2 separate regions of the Mus musculus genome follow, and region 1 is linked to region 2. A link is a contact called in public HiCAR-type data. All regions are on one chromosome and are shown on one strand. Each heading gives the region's core, a stretch centred on a gene start, on an enhancer-like site or on the middle of the called end of the contact. The rest is flanking DNA. Distances are from core to core; before and after follow the strand shown.

Evidence for each region. HiCAR-type assays count read pairs that join an accessible place to other places.
Region 1: a contact with region 2 is called in a HiCAR-type map of fibro-adipogenic progenitors, with 10 times the contacts expected there. The contact joins two enhancer-like sites. A contact is called at or near these places in 4 of 484 Hi-C or Micro-C datasets (3T3-L1-derived adipocytes, cerebellar granule neurons, embryonic fibroblasts and 1 more) and 2 of 115 datasets of contacts at active chromatin or transcription factors (astrocytes and fibro-adipogenic progenitors).

Annotation. Positions count from the first base shown.
Region 1 is chr6:6,905,908-6,912,863 of GRCm38.p6, reverse strand. No RefSeq gene overlaps it. Among named protein-coding and RNA genes, the nearest start is that of Gm22155, 15 kb to the left of the region's middle. Within about 2 kb of position 3,078, at least 10 of the 459 cell types and tissues checked have an H3K27ac peak or open chromatin away from gene starts, as enhancers often do. A contact at or near this core is called in fibro-adipogenic progenitors, where this site is marked.
Region 2 is chr6:6,098,263-6,104,756 of GRCm38.p6, reverse strand. The region is part of intron 11 of Slc25a13 (solute carrier family 25 (mitochondrial carrier, adenine nucleotide translocator), member 13); the gene reads left to right. Among named protein-coding and RNA genes, the nearest start is that of Slc25a13, 120 kb to the left of the region's middle. Within about 2 kb of position 2,941, at least 13 of the 459 cell types and tissues checked have an H3K27ac peak or open chromatin away from gene starts, as enhancers often do. A contact at or near this core is called in fibro-adipogenic progenitors, where this site is marked.

The DNA of each region.
Region 1 (6,956 bases), core at 1,829-4,328, 810 kb before region 2:
GGTTTTTATTCATGAGTAATCTCTCCAGCCCAACAATAAAGCTTTATTTATTAAAAAAAAAAAATGTGTGCCACCAAGCCCAGCTTAAACCCACAATTTTAAACCCTGGGGTTTTTCTCATCCTGATTTCTTGAGATAACAGAAGCATTTTCATTTCTGATTCAGCTTCTTACTGTAACTCCTTTAAGGAGCTAAAAGAATATATATATATATATATATATGTGTGTGTGTGTATATATATATATATATATATATATATATGTATGTATGTGTGTATATACATATATGTGTATATGTATATATATGTATGTATAAATATATGTACATAGTCTTATTAGTTATGCAGATACTAACTATATGTAATAATTTCCTATATTAGTGTCTGTATATGTATGCATGAAGAGAGAGAGAATTAAGCTAGTCAAAATGGACCTGGGGAAATGTGGATAAGAGTCTGTTGACCTCAGATACAGCACCAATGACAGAACAAAGAAATGTTCCACCATCATCTAGCTTAAGAAACCAGTGAGTTTATTATGATTTGCTTATACCGCCCTGAAAAGCCCACCCCAGTGGGCGTGATGACCACAAAAGCCCCATCTCTGCAGCTCTTCCCATGCCTCGGCAGCTCAGCTGGACACAGTCTCCTTTCCACAGCAACTGTTACTGTTTACATAACCCTGGAGAAGGGTCTATGAATCCTGCAAGCTTCAGGAACTTCCTAAATCTTACAAGTTCTGTTAGCTTCTTGAACCTTGGTTCATTTTGCTTCCTGAGTCTTAACATTTAGAGGAAACAGCTACATAAAAAATAAATAAATAAGATAAAGATGAATTATTTCTTAAACTCGAGAAAACATGTAGACCTTTTTGTTTACTTCTGTACATCAGGTATAAGTTTTGTTTTTGCTTTTAATTAACTTTTTAAAAGTTTACGGATGCTCCTAAACAGAGTTGGATGTATTTCCTGAACATTGAGATACAGATATTGCTGAATCGCCACCCAATTATTATTTTCTAGGTATCTGCATCTTGAGGTGACCCATCTGTGATTTTCCCCAAAGAACAAAATCAGTGACTCTGTCTCACACCATGCCTTCAACACAGCAGACAGATTCAGTGGGATGTAGAGAAAGCAAAAGATAACAGAAAAAAGCCTTCAAGATGACAGACAGTATGTGCGGCCAGCAGAACACAAGGCTCTGCATTGGATGGTACAAGACTGTACAAGATTGCAGGGGCTGTACGAGAACATACCCTCTTCCTTCCTCTCATCCTTGTCAGAGAAAACTTTCTTTTTTCTCCATCTCACCTAAGTCACCACAAAGGACAGATTCAGGCTGATAAAGCTTTGAACTGTGCCCATGCAACAAGGAATTGAAGTTTACCTTTCTGCTCATACCATACGTTCATGTCCCAAGAGTGTGTGAGAAATAGACATCAAGAGCTGTGATAAATGCCCTCCAGATACTTTGCAAATATCATGCACTGTAATGTATTCCTATCATATATATCCCTATATTATGAATATTCAGGTATACAGACATTGGTTTAATTTTTTCCTTCCTTCTTCTCCCCCTCCTTCTCCCCTCCCCCCTCCTCCTCCTCCCCTTCCCTCTCCCTTCTACCCCCCCCCCTTCTTTTGACAGACTCTCTATATATGTAACACTGGCTGTCCTATGTACATCATGCTGACCTTGAACTCACAGAGATCCACCTGCTTCTACCTCTGCCTCCCGGGTGCTGAAATTAAAGGCACGTGCCACCACTCCAGCTCTTTCTTCCTTCATTTTCAAAATGTATGGCTATTTTGGCTGCATGTATGTTCACGTGCCATTTGAGTGCCTTGTTCCTGTGGAGATCAGAGACAGGCCTGGAGTTACAGACTGGACAGCGGTGAGCTACGCTGTGAGTTCAAAGAAGCAGACCCAGGTACTCTGCAAGAATGACAAGTCTCCCTTCTCCCCCTCCCCCTCCCCCTCCCCCTCCCCTCTCCTCTCCTCTCCTTTCCTGAGACAGACTCTCACTCTGTAGCCCTAGGTGACCCAGACACTGTATTAGACTAGGGTAGCCTCACACACACAGAGATCTGCCTCCAGAATGCTGGCATTAAAGGTATATACAACCACACCAGGCTCACCTTTCTTTTTGTAAGTGACAAATGAAACATTGAGACAATACAGGCAACTTTTACAGAACTTCTCACTCTGAAGAAAAATGAAAGGATGGTTTTGTTTGACATGAAGTAAAATCAGAGACTTATTTTTTTCACTTTTTTTTATTAGGTATTTATTTCATTTACATTTCCAATGCTATCCCAAAAGTCCCCCACACAATCCCCCACCCACTCCCACTTCTTGGCCCTGGCGTTCCCCTGTACTGAGGCATATAAACTTTGCACTTCCAATGGGCCTCTCTTTCCACTGATGGCTGACTAGGCCATCTTCTGATACATATGCAGCTAGAGGTACACAAGCTCCGGGGGGGTACTGGTTAGTTCATATTGTTGTTCCACCTATAGGGTTGCAGATCTCTTTAGCTCCTTGGGTACTTTCTCTATCTCCTCCATTGGGGGCCCTGTGATCCATCCAATAGCTGACTGTGAGCATCCACTTCTGTGTTTGTTAGGTCCCGGCATAGTCTTACAAGAGACAGCTATATCTGGGTCCTTTCAGCAAAATCTTGCCAGTGTATGCAATGGTGTTAGTGTTTGGAAGCTGATTATGGGATGGATCCCCGATATGGCAATCTCTAGATTGTCCATCCTTTCGTCTCAGCTCCAAACTTTGTCACTGTAACTCCTTCCATGGGTGTTTTGTTACCAATTCTAAGAAGGGGCAAAGTGTCCACACTTTGGTCTTCGTTCTTCTTGAGTTTCATGTGTTTAATTTTATGAAAGAAATCAGATTAATAATTTGTTGACTATTTTAACCTGAACAAAAATGTAATGTGGTTAAAACGGGAATCTCAGAGAAAGGGGAAAAGGCAATTAAAACTCTGGCAAAGAGTCCCAGGAGAGACGTGTTCTCTATGATGACGTGTCTGGCGTGAGTTTTGGAAACGCACTCTGTCCGGATACTCCCACACTTTAACCTGGGACCAGTGCCAGCTGCTTACCACGTACAAGCAAAAAGAAGCATGTGAAACCAAGCTTAGCTAGTCAGTAAGAATGGAGCTTGTGATACAAATATGCCTTGATCACAAAGAAATTCATAGTATTCAGAACTTATTGTCAAAGACACGGCTCCTCTTATTTTAGATTAGCTCAAGCTGGCCTGGGACACATGATAATGTTCCTGCCTTAGTTTCCCATGGGCCTGGAATTCCCAAGAGCAATGAACAATGAACAGCATCATATATACTGGTTCTTACATGTACAACATTTCTGTTAAGTGAAGGTTACTATATGAAAATGAGCAGAAAGTTTGCTTCAAAAATTTATCAGGCAAGGAAAATCAAGTATGGTCCAGCTGACTGCCCTGGCCAAAGTTATTGGACCTGAAGCAGATTCCTTTGTCTAGCTCAGACATGACACCATATGCACTTGTTGTAGTCTTCTAACCTAAGCCCCATCCCCTCCCTTTCTGTCTCACTCAATCAATGTACCTTAGGAGAAGAAGCAACATGGCAAGTTTGTCTACAACTGCACCACCCACCCAACCCCTACTGGTCGCAAATAAGCAAATAACTTAGTAACAAACAACTATGAGGTTGAGAGAAACTCATGCCTACCTTGAAAGTATTTTCAGACCCTGTCCTTACCTGTGAGTGCAGATTAGTATCAAAGGCAGTAATCACAGAGGCAGGAAGAGCCAGATTGTTAGGTACTGAGCCAGGGAAAGAAGACCCTACCTAGTGCAGTGCTTTGAAAGCCCTGGAATGCCTGGGAAACAGCCTAAACTACTCTACTACCTTGCTGCAGAGGGTTAAAAGTTCAGCTGCTCTTTGGGTTAGAGTACATATTCTCAGTGGGAATGTTACCCTTCCAGTCCCAAAGGGCAAAACTTGGTTCCCAAGAGCAAGAACAATATTGATAATAATCTCTCTCATTTTCTATATGACTCTGTAGTTATTTCACACACACAAAAATAGATCATCTATCTTTAGTGTTAAAATTTCGTAGGAAAGGTGATTAGCCAAAAATGACTTTAAAAGTTCCTGAGGGTGGGACACGATAGAAAGCCGACTGAAGAAAATTAGATGGAGGGATTTTTCTCAAAAATGCCCATTGAAGAAAATACTGGCAAGAAAACAGAGTCAGACAATGTGAGAGCAAGAACTGGGCAAACATACATCAGTAAGCTTAGCTGTTGTAAGAGAACCAAAAAGACACAGGCTGTTCTTCCCTTTTTAATTGTGCATAGACTAGTGATTCTAGAACACATGCTTGTGCATGCACACACACACACATGTGCACATACACACACACGCACATACACACACACACATACACACACATACACATACGCAACACGCACAGGCACACACACACACAGCATGCCGATACGGACATCAACATATGACTCTGAAAGTGACAGTTTCAAATATTTTGAATGATGCTAAACAGATCATGAGATGAAGGATGGTTAAAATAAATAAATAGATAAGTAATTAAGGATGACTCAAAGAACAGAAGATTCACGCAGGAAATGAAATTTGAACTGGATCTTGAAAGATAGGAGGGAGGGGTTTAACCCAGTAGGGAGATGATGGGAAGGCATCCAAACAAGACAGAACACTCACATCAGATCACATAACAAGGCTCTCAGACTCTTGGGGGAAATAAAGTCTCAAGGGATCCATGATTCTTCAGAGTCCTGGCTCAAAACTTGGTCCAACTGAAAGTCACACTGGAAACCTCCATGTCCCCTTGCCCCAGATTACAATTTTGTTTTGGAAATGCTGAAGGCTGAACCAAGGACTTTGAACTTTCTAAGTAAGCATTCTCCTGCTGAGCTATCCTGACTCACCTTTAAAAGTGTTTCCTTAGACTTTCACTATGCAATCCAAACTGGCTTCAAACCTGTGATTCTCCTTACTCGGACTTCTGAACGTTGGAACTATAGACATACACTACCATGCCGGTCAAAAGTGCTTCTTTTAACTTCTAAGTTTAATTGAGGCACATCTAGTGTGTGAGAACTGGAATTCTAATGTGGATTTTCAGTTTTAGGTGTTTTCATTTGGTGAAATACACACAACTTGAAATTTGCCATTTTTATGGAGCACATCAGTGACTTTAGGTACATCTAGACTGTGGTGCAGGCATCCCTACTATCCATCTGCAGAGCTGCTCACTGTTCCATATGGCAACTCGAAATGCATCCAAGCAACTCACTGCTACTCACATCCTCCAGCCTCTGCTGGCCAGTGTTTGCCTTCTGTCCCTGTATTTGACAATACTAGATAATTTGGTGAGTGTACCCGATCACTGATATCAGGCTCACTGCACTTAATATAATGTCTTCAAGGTTCTCCTACAGTGCCATAAGTAGCAAGGTGTCTTGTTTTTTAAGGCTGAATGTTATCCATTATATCATTGTTTTTACTATCCTGTTAAAGAACTAAAGGGCACAAAATTTTTGTAAAGATCTGTCTGTCTGTCTATCTATCTATCTATCTATCTATCTATCTATCTATCTATCTATCTATCTATCTATCTACCTATCTACATATCTATCTATCTATCTACCTATCTATCTACATATCTATCTATCTATCTATCTATCTATCTATCTATCTATCTATCTATCTATCTATCTATCTAGTGTGTATGTGTCTGTCTATTTAAGTGTATGGGCATGTTAGAATGGTGCGTGTGCCTGTGTGTGTGCACAGAAGATGTTGGGTGTCCTCTTGTATCATTATCTTTCTAATCCTTTGAGGCAGGGTCTTTTCCCCAAACTGGAGCTTAGATTTTGTCATGGGGAAAGCTGGTAAGCCCCGGTGATCCTCCTGCCTCCATCTTCCTCAAAAATGGCCTTACAGGCATGTACAGATGCTATGCTTGTTGAGTTAGGAGCTAGGGACTGAATTCATGTCCTCCTGATTTCAAAACAAGTCATTTAAACCATTGAGCCGTGTGTCTAGTTCCTCTTTATTGTTGTTGTTGTCCATTTGTGCGCAAATATCTGAGAGCCTTAGAGCAGTTTTGGAAGAAGGACATCAGATTACCCAAGGCTGAGCTGAAGTCACTAAAACGTTTAAGGAAAAAATAACCCTTAACACTGTCAACCTGGCACTTGATGGAATCTGGAATCACCTAAGAGACAAATCTCTGGGTGTGTCAGTGAATTAGTGTCTACATTTCCTCAATTGAGGTGGGTAGGTCCATTTCACATGTGGTCAGCATCATTCTATGTGCTGGGATCCTGAACGGAAGTGCACCTGTGTTTTAATTTTATCCTACAATATCTACAATCTTTGGGTGTTAAATTTTCTTCAGTTCTCTTGAGAATCCCATCTGTGTCAGGATTGGCTGATTGTAGGCGGGGTCATGTGTAAATCTCCTGTTATACTAGTTGTGGACAAGCTAGTCTAGAATGGCATACTGTGAGATGAGTTGGGGTTCTAAAATGCTTTGTTTCTCGAAAGAGCTAAGAAGAGTTTGTCTTCCTTTTAATAGTGGAGACCTCAGAGAGCAAGGAAAGGTCCCACGGGGGCCTTCAAAAATGAGCATGTTGTACTGGGTGGTGGTGCACGCCTTTGATACCAGCACTCAAAAGGCAGAGGCAGGTGGATCTCTGAGTTCATGGCTACACTGGTCTACAGAGTGAGTTGTAGGACAGCCAGGGCTACACTAAGAAACCCTGTCTCAAAAAACCAAATTGGGGTAAAAGGAGCAGGCTGTGATCTCCTCTGTTTTATTTTGTTCAAAGGCAGTATGTGAGACCCAGATTTAAAACATAGATCTCGCTTCTCAGGAACAGCCTCAACACACGTTGCAAACTGCAGAGA
Region 2 (6,494 bases), core at 1,692-4,191:
CTGGCATGTTCTTAAGGTGACATCTAGAGGATGATGGGTTGATATTTCAGGAAGCCATTGATCTGTGTATGTTCTAGAAGAAAGTTGGGGGCCAGCTAGTTGGTTTAAACCATGACTCTTGCTATAGTGTATGGCTGAATCTAGATTCCATGAGGTTCTCATGAGAACCCTCCTTCATACTTAGCTCTTGTGGATAAAAATGAACCCAGAAATCTTCAAGCTAAAAATAAAACCATTGGCATTTTTTCATAACTCTTACTGGCATCATTTAATAGCACGTGCGTATTTGAAGACATCACAGTTCCTCTGTGACCGCCTTGAGCTGTGGGTCCACTCTGGTCCAGCAGAACGTCCATTTTGTGCAGAATGGGCTACCTTGAGTCGAATCTCCCTGCCCTGTTTCTTCACCTTTTCATGTGTGATGTTAAACTCTAGAACTCAGAGGACAGATAATTGATTGTGGGAAACCACGACTGAGCAGAAACCTTGGGCACCCCAAAGCTTAGGGAGCAGAGGCAGCTTATAGCACACACTGAGATGACCCGCACTGGATGGTGAGAAGTTGGTGAAGGCCTGGGAGCCCTGGGTAGGAGCAGTGATGAGCTCAGCAAACTTGGGAGGGTGACAAATTTTGGGAACCTGGAGGAGAGTTTAATGACAAATTTGTTTAAACTAATGAAGCTGTAGTATTTGAGCAGCTGCTGCCCTTGTTCAGATGGAAACAGTTGAAACTTCATAGTTTAGATACTTCCTGGCCAGCATCTGGAAAGTCACTAGAGAACAGAAGAGTGTTTGACACTTGGTAACAGTCTGGGAAGCCCCAGACAAAATAGAACCATCAAAAGATCGGCTTTTTCTTCTAGACCTTTATGGGTGCCATTGCTTTTTATGTTTTAATACTCAGACTCCCAAAAGAATGCTGAACCATAGTGTAGACTGTGGTCAAAACTTCTAATAAAGCATGGGACCCTGGAAACAGGTGTGGAAACCCCAACTACTTCTCGCTCCCCTTTCCTGGCCTCATAATCTAGCCACTGTAGAGTCCCTGCCGGAGAGCCTGTGGAGAAAGGGACTGAGTCTTTGAAACAGGATAGTGTGTTTGGGAAGGTGGAGGAGCCTGCTGCCTGGGGCAGTGTGAGTCAGAAGCAATAGACAATGCTTGGAGGAGGAGGAGGAGGAGGAGGAGGAGGAGGAGGAGGAAGAGGAGGGGGGAGGAAAGAATGCTTGAACTGGTGTGGAGAGAAAGGAATGAGAGTCAAAGCTGTAAGGCAGGCTACATGCAGGGATGGTAGCCAGTGGGGGTTAATCTGATTTTCAAAGCAAGGGGGTGCTCTCTGGGGACTTGGGGACAAGTGTAGTGGCCTCCACAGTGAGGTCAGGAGGGTAAGACAACACAAGAGGGTTGCCACTGGGTTCAAAGGGTTTACGGGTGTCATGTGTATTCATTTTCCCTACCAAATTCCACCCTGCATGCCTTCCTTCTTGTTGTAGGCTGCACCACCTTTCTCAGGGCAGAATGCCCCTGCAATGCTTTTGTTTGAACCTTTAGGTTTTGAGTTTCTTCCTTATTAGAGCCCCTGTTGCTTTGATGGACCTGCCTGACTTGTGTAGCATGGTTAGAAGAACACTTGCGTTGGCCACAGCTTCCATGCTTGATCAGCCCAACCACTGATCACTCACTGGCTTCTCCAGAGAGCCTGGTACTCATGACCCATCGGCAGAGTAGGAGGTGTGACGCCACCCACCCGGTGTTGTTGCACGAAGGGCTTCCTCTATAAAGGTTGAACAGTATGGTTACTAGAGAGGAAAGCTAAATATGAAAGGCTTAGATAGAACCTGCTGTGAGACTTGATACTGAACATGAAAAACCATGGGCGGATTGCTGCAGACAGTGCTGTGGAACAGGCTTCTTACTTAGCCTCTGTGTGGAGTCTGTCTCCCATGAAGAAAGAGGATGGAGAATAAATGTTCGGTGTTGTTATGATAGTACTGATAATGATGATTGAAGTCCACCTCTGAAGCATTTACTGTGTGCTTGGCAGTAATGAAGATTTGTATAAACTCATTTTTATCCTCATAACTACCCTAAGAAAGGGTAACTATGATCTTTCCCATGAAGGAAGGGATAAAATCAAAGGTTCAGAAAGATAAGCTTACCCTCAGACAACTTCACAGCCAATAAATAACAGTTGGAAGCTAAACCTTACAGTGGGAGCTTCAGACCCATGGCCCCAGTCACATGGCTCCTCTGTCACCCAGGAGAAGCTACACTTTAAACAATTGCTTACCAGCAGAGGTCAAGAAGTGCTTAAATATTTAAATAAAAGATTTTACTTTAACATAAAATAAACAATTGAAGATTTGTCTTATTCCTGCACTATTTTTGTAGGTGGGGGCAGCTAGACACTCAGTCCAGGTGTCCCTGTTTAAGGCGAGCTCCTCCAAGGGCAGGCATGGTGTCCTGTGGGTAGTACTGTATTCCTTACCTACCTCTGAGTGAAAAGCGTTCTTCAGCCGGGATCGCCTCTTAGAAATCGGAAGCAGTGCAAGGCTGCAGCTTGAAAAGGAGGAGAGAAGCGCCCTCTTCGGAACATGTAAACACGAAGAGGTGCTTGTGCTTTGTAAACGTTTGTTCTCTGGATTATCCAAATAAACAGCAGCTAGCGTTGGTGTTTTACCAATGGGGAGCTCGACTTTGAGGCCAAATGTTATAATGGTATCTCAACCAGCAAGAGGTACAAACCCAGAATTGCAACCCAGATCTCTCTTTCTCTTTAAGGTTTGTGCCTCAGTATTCAGCTGCTACTAACTGTGTGGAATAAACAAACTTTAGTTGGGCTTGGATTGACAAGAAGTTTTTTTTCCCCAGTCTTGGCCAACTCTGAGATGCTTAAGAATTGCATAATATTTTGGAAGTATTCATGAAAATCTCTTTGGCACATGACTGTGGAGTTGGTCTCTAGTTGAGCACGATGTTCACAGGAACCTCCTTTTGGGGTGCTGTGTGAAGCTCAGGCTCCCGGGGAGGGCTCAGTGTCCTCGCCTCTAGCTCAGTTCTCATTGGCCTCTTTAAGGGAGAAGAAACTGTGTGAATTATATTTTCAGCCCGTGAAATTTGAAGAGAAAGCACTGCATTAATTCTGTGCCTTGTAAATCTTTTCTCGCATTAGCAGCCTTCTGGTAAAATGTGCCAAGGAAGAATTGCCATGTGTGCCGATGGAGCTAAACGAAAAAGAGAAGATTAGAGAAGTAACCACACTAATAAATTTCATCTGAGGCGACTGGAAAATGGACTGCTGTTTTGTCAAGTTAGAAACAACACACACACACACACACACACACACACACACACACACACACACACAGATCCCGTTTCTGTTCGGAGTGGTTTAAAATGAATTTCTGAGGGACCACCAGAGACATATTATTAGAAACCTGCTTTTTCTGCTGAGCTACCCAGATGTCAAGCACATCTGTTCTTGAGCTTTAAGTGTGGCTGTGATGAGGTGCTGTAACTGGGATGTCAGCTGGAGGCTTGCTAAGCCATCCTCTGCTCCTTCTCTGGGAACCACGCAGAAGCGGAGTTATTGGAATCTCCACCCCTGGGCTTTTCACAGTCTGGCACTTTATGATTCCTTCAGGAGACCTTTGCTCAGAGCTGATAGTGGCCAGGCCCGTTTGTAGCCTCTTATGATAACCCAGAATCACCAGTACTTTCCAGTGGAGTCATAGGAGAGTTAAGCGCAAGAATGGCAAGACTGGTTCCTTCCTGTTGCCTTGCTGAGCACCAGAACCCGTCCCAGGTCTTAGGGGTGGACGTGTAGCTTGTTTGTTTGTTTGTTTGTTTGTTTTGCTGGAGGTCTTCATTTAAAGGGAAGCTTGTGATCTCTGACTATTACTCTTTTTTTTTTTTTTTTTTACTACCTCTGGCCTTGACAGATATCTCCAACTGCCGCTAGAACTTCTTACTTCTTACACCTCACTCTTCATCTTAAAAGGCACCCCATGTGTCTGCAGAATTTGGTCCATGCTCCTTAGCGCCAATGTGTGAAGCAGTGTGCTACCTGCCCAGGTGAACTGTGCTGCCAATCCAGCAGTCAGGGGACCTGCAGCTCCTTGGAAGTCAGCCTCATTTTCTTCATGGTTTAAGAGATGATGATGATGACAAGGTGGAGGTGGAGGAGGAGGGGGAGGACCATGATGGTGGTGCTGTTGCACTGGGAAAGATTATCGTGTGAATTAATTGTATTAATTTATGTAAAACACCAGATGTAATACCTGGTGTGCAGTGAATGCCATAAACAGCACCATTGTTATTAGATCTGTGATTCCTCCACCATCTCCAGTTATCTCGCTGACTCTGAAAGGACCCAGATCTTGATATTTTGCATGTGTACTTTGGTAGACAAGTAGGCCTTTCTGTAAACTGAGATTTTTCACCCCAAGAAGCCACCCATCTCATTTGTGTTCTTCCCGGTTCATTCTATCAGACACAAGCAAAAAGTATTGGGAGATAGTTGCTCCACAAATACATATTTTTGCTCTATTTTTAGTCTTAAATTGAGATTTTCTGTTTTGTGTTTTGATGTTCAAAATGTGTCACTATATTTATAGCAAGAAGGACAAATTTCAGTCTGCTTCAAGGCTGACTGAAGTGACTGTAGGTAATACAACAGCCATTTGAGTCTAGCTGGGTTGTATTAGTCACTTAAAAGAACCATACGGACAAGGGGTAATCATTTTAATCACAGTGTGTTCAGGTTTGCTGTACAATTTAATGATGAGAAAAAAATACATGGAGCAAATAAATATTTAAACTTGGGGAGGGGTGGCTTGAATGAAAGAAGATAGTAAGATAGTAAGAATTAGCTTAAATGGCATTTGCCTATGTTTTCATAGGAGAAATTAATATATCACTGGGTGGTAACAGAGCCTTTCGTGGAATTGGAAGTTGCTTCTTCAGAGGCTGATAAACAAGTGCACCATAGACAAAGTGCTTGCTTGCATAGGGCATGAGCAGCAGCCTGTGTTCTCTTCCCACTCCCTCCTGTGCTGCTGTGCCTCATCTAGACTGTAGAGAGCCCAGCATCCCCCAAAGTAGCAAGTACGGGGGAGAGAGAGACTTCTAGTGCACATGAGAGCAGCTGCCTTAGGGATTTATTGTTGGGAAGAGACACTATGACCAATGCAGCTCTTAGAAAGACAAACATTTAACTGGGGATGGCTTACAGTTCCAGAAGTTTAGTCCATTATCATCATGGTGGGAAGCATGGAATCATGCAAGCAGACATGGTGCTGGAGGCACTGAGAGTTCTACATCTTGATCCAAAAGGAGCAAGGAGAAGACTCTAAGTCTACAGTGGGTAAAGCTTAAGTGTAGAGACCTCAAAGCTCCTACACCAGTGACACACTTTGTCCCACATGGCCACACTGCTTGATAGTGACACTTCCTATGGGCCAAGCATTCAAACACATGAGTCTATTTAAATCACCACACTGAGTAAAGGCAACTCTCCCAGCAAGTCAAGGACAGCAGTTAGCCTGAAGCCTGCCTGGCCCCGGGGCTCAGAAGGTGGTGGCTGTCTCTCAATCATCAAGGTTCTTGGTTATTTTTACACTGTTTTCTCCTCTTCCCATATTTTGTACACCACAGTCTCTTCACTGCCCCAACTGGGTTCCTTTGCTTATTATAGTCTCTGCCTCCTTGTGACCTTAGTACCTGCCTAGCATCCAGCCGGCCATTTTCCCTGTGCCATTTGAGGCAGCCTTTCATTTTTCTGCCCCTTTGCAAATTGGGGTGCATTACTTCGAGAACAGTGAGTCCTGTTTCTGGAGAGAGCTCCTTGATGGCCCGGTTCCCATTCACAGAGGTCAGGTTGCTAAGTCACTGGCTGCTTAGCTCTTCGTAGCCTGCATATTATCCTCTTAGCAGAAACCCCAGGAATAGAGTAAGATCTGAAAAATGTAGCCGTGTGGAGACTGTGTTAGAAATTCAAAGGCCGAGGGACCCCAGCAGGTGATGTCAGGGAACCGCAGAGGCTGGGTGGGAGATACTTATCAATGCCATGGCAGTTGAGTGGTGCCCACTAGAATAAGCTCTTGACTAGAAAGAACTTAGGGTTGACATCAGCTCACCATTTACCAAACACATGACATTAACCCCTGCAAATCCTAGTTTCCTCTCTCTAGGGGTGCTTATGGGGATTAAACGGGATAATAGAGACTTCAAATGGTGCCCCGCACATAGTGTGTCTTCAGTTTTCAATAATGTCAGCATCCTCATCGTTTACTTCCACAGTGAAATGGACTTCCTTTCCTTTTTCCTAAAACATGGCGTTATTATGGGGTGTTTAGTTCTTACCATCCCTTTTATATTGCCATGAGCTCAAAAAGAGGCTTATTTCTACTGTGAGAATGCCAGTGAAAACGTAAAATGAAAGCCAACACAGGGCACTGGTCTGTTGATGTCTGCCATGGGGTAGGGTTGGTACCTT